Regions from separate parts of the Triticum aestivum genome. Here region 2 is linked to region 1. The links are chromatin contacts, called in public Hi-C maps. All regions are on one chromosome and are shown on one strand. The core of a region is the stretch at or near the end of the contact, and the rest is flanking DNA. Distances in the headings are between cores, read along the strand shown. Region 1 holds the start of LOC123096478 (ABC transporter A family member 7-like). Region 2 holds the start of LOC123140800 (auxin-responsive protein IAA18).

Evidence for each region. A called contact is a pair of places that touch in the nucleus more often than the background predicts.
Region 2: a contact with region 1 is called in a Hi-C map of leaf, with 5 times the contacts expected there. The contact joins the promoter of LOC123140800 here to the promoter of LOC123096478 in region 1. A contact is called at or near these places in 3 of 5 Hi-C or Micro-C datasets (all in leaf).

The regions. Positions count from the first base shown.
Region 1 is chr1B:592,351,242-592,355,117 of IWGSC CS RefSeq v2.1, reverse strand. LOC123096478 (ABC transporter A family member 7-like) reads right to left here and starts at 1,606. Exons shown (of 17, transcript XM_044518223.1): 1 at 1,439-1,606; 2 at 1,278-1,358; 3 at 612-756; 4 at 355-474; 5 at 124-248. The coding sequence starts at 1,552.
Region 2 is chr1B:592,558,253-592,562,128 of IWGSC CS RefSeq v2.1, reverse strand. LOC123140800 (auxin-responsive protein IAA18) reads left to right here and starts at 2,020. Exons shown (of 7, transcript XM_044560085.1): 1 at 2,020-2,347; 2 at 2,444-2,765; 3 at 2,905-2,977; 4 at 3,419-3,681; 5 at 3,791-3,876. The coding sequence starts at 2,456.

The DNA of each region.
Region 1 (3,876 bases), core at 357-2,856:
AAAGAAACTATGCAGAGGCCGGCGGTAATCCTCCTTTTCTAAAAAAAATAGTAGTAAAGAAGGCGGCTTATTCTTGAGTATGAGCTTGAAAGTAAGCTGCAGGCAGGTTTGTAAGTATAGTACCATATTAACCAACCGTGCAACGCGCAAAACTGTCATGGAATGGTGCCCATTGTCCCTGCTGAAGCTTGAGTTGTACGAAACGTATACATGGAACAGCCCCTTGCTTGTATCAAGAAAGTCATAACCTGCAAGATTGCACTCCAAAATGAGACATTTTTTGCACAACAAAGAACTAGTACATCTGAATTATGAAAAGAAGAGAAAGTAATATCGAAAGTCAGATCAGGCTACCGGCAAGGAATTCGTTTGATCTTCTCCTCTTATTTGCACGTTTATAACCGTTGAACAAACGGCGGTTTATCACCGACGAACTCGCGCACCACAATGGCAAACCTTGAACACACTCCATGCCTGTTCCGTTAATTTCACAAAGAAGAAGTGTTAAAAGCTGCTATTGTGCAAAGAATCTTCATCAAAGGAAAGGAACAACAACGTGGATGAATGTAAACACTGCACGATATATAATATCAATTGTACAGGGTATTTACCCAGTTGGAGTGGCATTCCACCATCAGAATTTCCTGAAACATTGTGCTTTTGCCACGAACACTTTGACTGGATCACGTATAAGGTCTCGTTGGGCACGAGGCCGGGCTCGACGAACAGCTCATGCGCGGGCAATGTTCTGGAGCCCTGGATGTATGGATTGACGGATTCAATGATCAATGCACGTCATTCCCAAAGAAGAATACCAAAACATTTTGGCTGATCGAACAACTCACAGGGACTACTTTGGAGAGGTGGTCAAGAGAGGATGAGGAGTTCATGGTTTTAGGCATGAGAAAATAGTCTGAAGGAGAGAGGTCTGGGAACAGCCCCCTTCCAAGGCCTGTCGATGGAGAAAGTTCAGTCAACAAAACCGCACGTGAGTCGTGGAGAGTATATGTATATTAAATTTATTTTATTTTACTTTGGGAGAGGCCACGGTTGAGTCCGGTGAGGAGCACCGTGACCGGGGCGCAGGACGCGTTGGTGCAGCGCGCAGGGCGGCCGTGCACGAAGGCCGGGACGACGGGCACCTGCAGGAGCGCCGGCCACCTGGGCGGCGCGGCCACCTCGCAGCTGATGGCCTGCGTGGGCGTGGAGTGCTGGACGCCGCAGTGGCCCCCCTCGCAGCCGCACCGGAACGGGGGCCGGTCCAGCTCGCGGTCGACCACGGCCTGGATGGCGACGAGCAGCGCGCAGAGCAGCACCGGGAACACGGCGATCGCGGCGTTGGTCTTCCAGTTCCTCCTCTAGAAACAATCAAAGGTCGTCATTCCGGCCTGCCTGAACAAAGAGAGAATTAAGAGGCAGAAGAAGATCGGTGACTCACCTGGAAGGCGAGGTTCTTGAGGAGGAGGGCATGGAGCTGCCTGCAGAACCTCGCGAGGGCACGGGCACGCGTGCGCGTGCGGTTGCCGTTGCGACCGCCGGTCGCAGACACCATTTCTGCCGGATCAAGGTTGACGCGCGCGGCCGGAGTAAGAAGAAAGCAAGGCAAGCTACCAGGGCATGGGGAGTGTGTGTGTGTATACAATATACATCTAGAGTATATATGAAGCGGATGGATGGAGGAGGGAGGACCTAGGTCAGCGTGGCACCTCGTGGCGCGCACGCGCGGCAGGGCGTGAGCATCACGCGTGCTGCCGCCGTCCGCGGCGGAGCGCCTCCATGGAACCTGGCACCGCACGCGCTTCCTCGCTCTCTCGCTCGATCTGCGCTCGGTTCAACGCTGCACCGCCCACCTTAACTCCGGCCGGGTGTTACGCTCGAGTGCACATACTACACCGGAGCAGTACGTAACCGGTCTCTGATCCCAGCCCCAGCCCCCGCGCGCGGCCGTTACGTAAGGAGGAGGTGACCGACGACCGAGCCTGGCTTGCTGCATGCACACGTCGATCTCTCCTTCTCCCCAGGCCCAGGTCGGGACACTAGCTCACATATACACTATATATATAGTGTACGCGTATAGTATTACCGGCAGAGTTGGATCAGTTTGGGAGTTATCTCAACTTGGTCTGAGATACCAAGAAGACAGTTAAGATCAACCCAGATCAACAGGGAAACATGCATGATGCATCATCGCTTTCACCGTCGTGCAAATACGGCAGTATCGATCACTGTACGGAGGCGTACGTACGTGGGAATGACGTACCGAGAGAGAAGAGAACCAATATTTCCATCTTGGGCTGCTGATTTTGTGCATGGCCGGCCGGCCGGCCAGCTTCCCATGACGAACGAACGTACGCGGTTCCCTTGGAGTTATCGATCCCCCTCATTTACGTTACACTACGTACTCCGTATTCAGAGCAGTATATACTGCTCCCTCACCGGATTAATTACGACGTCGATCTCTTCTTCTTGCGGACGAAAGGGATACGAGTGTCGTCCTCCGTGTTTCCGGCCGGCAGGTCCAAACAAAGGATCGATCAACATTAATAATAAAATAACATTTCCGCCGTGATCTCGTACTTCGGCGTGCAGCTTCTATGCAGTCACGGCTCCAGATCCGCAGCATCGCTGAAGGGAACAGAGACGCACGCACGCGATGTGTCTTATACTCTTATATATGCTGATGCCGAGCAAGCAAGTGACGTGCCGTTATGTGAATCCCCACGCAGAATTGCAGACCTCAACATTTGCGACGCTTGTTTCTCAAGCAAAGCAAATGGTTGTTTTCTGATCCCATGAATCACTCCCTGTAAGTTTTTACTAAAGCTGCAACAATTAATTTGAGTCAGAGGGAATAACAATTTCAGATGAATATACTGTATGATCTTTGGGAGCAACCGCTTGAAGACGATTGCATAGAATACATTCAACCGGTTTGGCTACCGGACCAGTGTAATAGATTATGTGTATGGATCATGTAATCTTGCGCGCTGATGTGCGGCGCTTATAGCCAGCACTACAACATGCGTCGCTCACACGTCCCTGTTACATGGCCTTTCCAAGCGAGCGGAGTAGCCGCTAGCTAGTGAGTGCAAGCACTAGCAAACGAGCGATCACCTGTATTTATTTTTTATTTAGTCCACCTTGTTTTTTTTTTGGTTGGCTTTATTTTATTTTATTTTTTCAATCCATGAATATGAAAAACTGTTCATGGATTTTGAATTGTTCATCAATTTAAAATACAATCAAGAATTTTAGAAATGTTCCAATATAAAATTGTTCAAGAACTTCAAACAATGTTCATGATTTTTATTAAAAAATATGAATTTGAAAAAATATTTCTGATTTAAAAAAACTGCATTTGAAAAAGTTATGCACTTCAAAAAATGACTATGAATTTGACTTTTCTCATGAACTGGAAAATTGTTCGAGAATTTGATAAACAATTGCAAAATTTTAAAATGTTCTGAATTCATAACAATTAAAAATATAAAAATGTTTAAGCATAGAAAAATTATTATGAATTTAAAATCAGAAAAACCAAAACAAAACCAGCAAAATTTGTGAAAACACAAAGAAAGAAAACTAGAAAACGGTGGATAAAACCCCTAAATAGAAGGTTCCCAATACCTGCGTAGAACCTGTGGAAAACCGTTCCCCGGGAATTTCCTGTTTGCCGCGCGTTGAGGAAAACTGTCGCACAAACACACAGTTCTTTTTTAGGGATGCAGAAACAGACAGGTGAGGTCGACATCGAGCTAATTGGGCCGGCCCTTTTTGGGAACCTTCTCAAAGTTCCTGAACCATTTTTTTATTTCTTTTGTCATTTTTCCTGTGATTTTTGGTTTTTGGTTTTCGGTTTCTGTTTCATTTTGTTTT
Region 2 (3,876 bases), core at 771-3,270, 210 kb before region 1:
TCCGTCCAGAGTTACTTGTCGTAAAAACAAATGTATCTAGACGTATTTTAGTTCTAATCTTCTAGATAATTTTTTTTTTGCGACAAGTAATTCGGGACGGATGGAGTATTTGTTTGTTTGATGGGGCTTGGCAACGGGAGAAGAAGTGAAGAAGGTGAGGCTCGGCTATGCCAGCCACTTCAGCCGTCTTTGGGCTAAAAAATCCATCTGAAAAACAAAAATCTTTGCAATCCCGTAACCAGCAGCAAGACAAACACCAAGCCGGAGTTAGGTCACCGGCGGTTGCGGCTGGAGATCAATCAACAAACTGTAACGACCCGCTCCACCCCGCGCCGCGCTCCTTTTTGCCCGGCCAAAAGTCTAGGATGGAGGCGGCGGCGCGCCGCGGCGAGTGCCATGCCGCATCAGCGCGCACCAACCAACCAACCCGGAAGAAACGCGCCGCCCGTGGTCCTGTGATCTACTGTGTCTAGCTAATCCACCTCGCCCATCATCCGGCGCCGCACGGCTTCTGCGCGAACGAGTCGCACTACGACACCCACCGGATGCCCAGCTCACGTCTACACGCCGCTGCGGCTGCGGCTGCGCGCCCGAACCCGATCGACGGCGCGCGCCCTCTCGCGCGCACGCGTCCGTCGATGACCACTGGGCATGGGGATAGCGCTGGACCACGCGTTCACGCGGCACGGCTGGCGCACCGTGCCGTCGCCGTATGCGCAACCTGCACGCCGGGTGCCCGTTGGTGACCACGAGCCACTGACTGAGCGAACGTTTATGCGTGCTCCAAGTCCACTATTGTGTACCACGCACGCACGCCACGCGACATCACATCTCCGGCCGGCCACAAAGTCCACCCTCCTGTCGTGTCCTGTAGCACCAATTTGCGGCTGCGGCTGTGGGGGCGTGCCGAACGCATTACGCATTTTTCGCCCCGGCCACTGTTCCGCTCAGGCTCAGGCTCAGGCTCAGCACGTTGCATGACCAAATCGGGACGAGGGGCGGTTGCCTCTTCGGGGCCGCTCGTGGAGTACCTGTTCCATCCATCATGGGCAACGAATGGGCATCCACACGTATCGCCGCTACATGTTCATGTTCATGTAGGCCGGGACTACCTAGTTGCATTATGTGCGACGGATCTTGACTGAGCCCATCATCAACACCAAAATTCCACAGTTTGTTTTCAGGGACGGCGGCTGATTCTAATCCTGGCCTCTCTCTCCATCTTGCATCCACGGATCCACCACAGGTCCACTTGCAATCATCAGTGGCAGACTGAACCGGTTCTTCAAGATAAACTAGGCATCTTCCAAAAGGAAAAAGAGCAATAATCATGAGGAAACTTGATCGTGTTCCCAAGGAAAAGAAAAGAAAAGAGGACGGAGCGGATTCTCCCAGCGCCGACGCCGACGCCGACGTTGGTCAACCGGCGTGGCCGCTTCTCGGAAGAAAACACGCTTATCCGAGGCAATTGCATCACCTGTCGACCAACACCACTGTGAGTCCATCACTCGACAGCAACAACTAGTAGAACACGCGCGGATAATACAGTATAAGGCAATAAACAAGCGCATCCATCCATCCGTCACATCTCCACACATCACATCAGATCGCATCTTCCCCTGCCCCACTGGCCCGGATAAGCGTGCCCGGCTCTCACCTGGCCCCCCTATCCACCCGATTTCACACACACGCAGAAGCAGAGCACAGAGCACAGAGCAGAGGCACAACAAACACACGCACGCAACGCAATTCAAGAGGAAAACAAAGATAAAGAAGGCGCCGTTGGTTTGCTCTGGGCAAAACGGAATACACCACATGCTTGCAAACAACATGCAGCTAGCGAGGCAAACAAATATATATGTATGTGTATACTCCCTACGTCTCAAAATAAGTGACTCAACTTTATGCTTCCTCCGTCCGAAAATATTTATCATCAAAATGAATAAAAAGACATGTATCTAAAACTAAAATACGTGTAGATACATCTTTTTTATCTATTTTGATGACAAGTATTTTCAGACAGAGGGAGTACTAGCTTATTTTGGGATGGAGGAAGTATTACGAAGAGAATACTGTAGTACCGGGGCAGGATAGAAAGAAGAGAGCCATATAGGGGTCGCCGCCCTGTAGAAGGGGTATCGTATCACCATTCACCAGGCCACGAGGTCCGAGCGAGGGAAAGAAGAAGGGCAGGGCACCGGCCAGCTCAAAAAAATCCACGGCCAGCTCCAGCAACCACAACGCAACGCCGGTACGCGGTCTCGCCATTCCTCGAGCTCTCCAACCCGGCCACGGCCAGGGCTCCTCCGGTTGCAGCCTTGAAGCCCCCCGTCTCCGGTACGGTACGGTGAGTTCTTCTTGCCGCCTGAATTCCTCCTCCTGCTACACATGAAAAGTTGCCAAGTTGAGCAGTGCAAACCCTCTTTCCCTATGCCTCTCGCAGATCAAGAGTCCAATGGAACAAGGCACCCCTCCCCGGCTGCTGAACCTCATCCCGGATGAGAAGGGGTGGCAGGCGAGGGAAGCTCAAGCAGCCCACGGAGGAACAAGATCAGCACTCGACGCCGAGCACGAGGAGGGCAAGGAGCTGGAGCTCAAGCTCGGCCTCCCCGGAGTCCAGCAACAGGAAGAAGAGACTGGCCCAAGCGAGAGCTGCTCGGCGGTCTCCCTGAACCTGGCTCGCTTCGCCACGCATTCATGCCTCACCACCACCACCACCGGCGCCAAGAGAGGCTTCTTCGACGCCGTTGGGGCCAGACCACAAGGTACTCTACTGTACATACACCAGGCCAAGTGATGAAACACATGTTGCTTTTCTTTTCTACGCTTCAGTTGAGCTGAGCTGCTGTTGCGTTGTTCTTTTATTTTTCTTAATATGTTTCTTCTCTTTTGTGTCTGATGAAGGTTATGATCGGAGGCAGCAGGAGGACAGGGAAGGGTGTGCACCTGTGCACAGCAGCAGAGACCCCCAGGGGAGGTACGCCGACCGATGGACTGAACCTATAATTGCTCATTCTTGTCATCATGTATGCATGGGTGACTACATATTTGATATATGCCATTGTGAAAATTTTACTTATATGAGGTCTTCAATTTTCTGGTTCTGGGTTCCTGTTTACCGAAACAGAGGAAATTCAATAAAAATTGGGGGCACGGAGTTTGGCTCGCCCTTTTGAGTTAGTATGAGAGCATGATAGACAATGTTGCCACTTGAAGAAGTAACCTTTACTTTATCCATTTTAAACTATTGATACTTCGCTAAAAGTAGGTTGTCTTTTAATCAACTTTGCAGTTACTTTATGTCACTAGTTGTAATTTTACTATGGGGGTGGGGGGGGGGGGGGGGGGGGGGTTCAAAGCAGGGCAACAGTGTGCTACTGTTCGAATAGAAACTAAACGCTGCTGTAATGTGATGCAGAGCTGCTGTTGTTCCGGTAGTCGGTTGGCCTCCAGTCCGATCCTTCAGGAGAAACCTCACAAATGGAACTTCATCTAAGCAATCCCCTGAGCGACAAAACGTCGAAGCCACCAACAGAGCGAAGCCGGTCTTCAAGAAGAAACCGCTCATCAAGATCAACATGGATGGGATACCTATTGGAAGGAAAGTAGACCTCGCATCATGCGACAACTATCATAAGCTGTCAACTGCCGTCGAAGAGTTGTTCCGAGGCTTTCTTGAAGGTACAAATTTGAATTAATAACTAGCCCACTTCACATCAGTTTGAGTAGTCAAATAATGGTATCTTACAAAAAAGCATGAATTTTCCTCTGCACTTGGTTGTTTCTGCAGCCCAGAAGGATTTATCTTGTGATGAAAGCGGAGTGCGAGGAGCAGAAGAGAAAATATTTTCAGGGTTGCTGGATGGAACCGGTGAA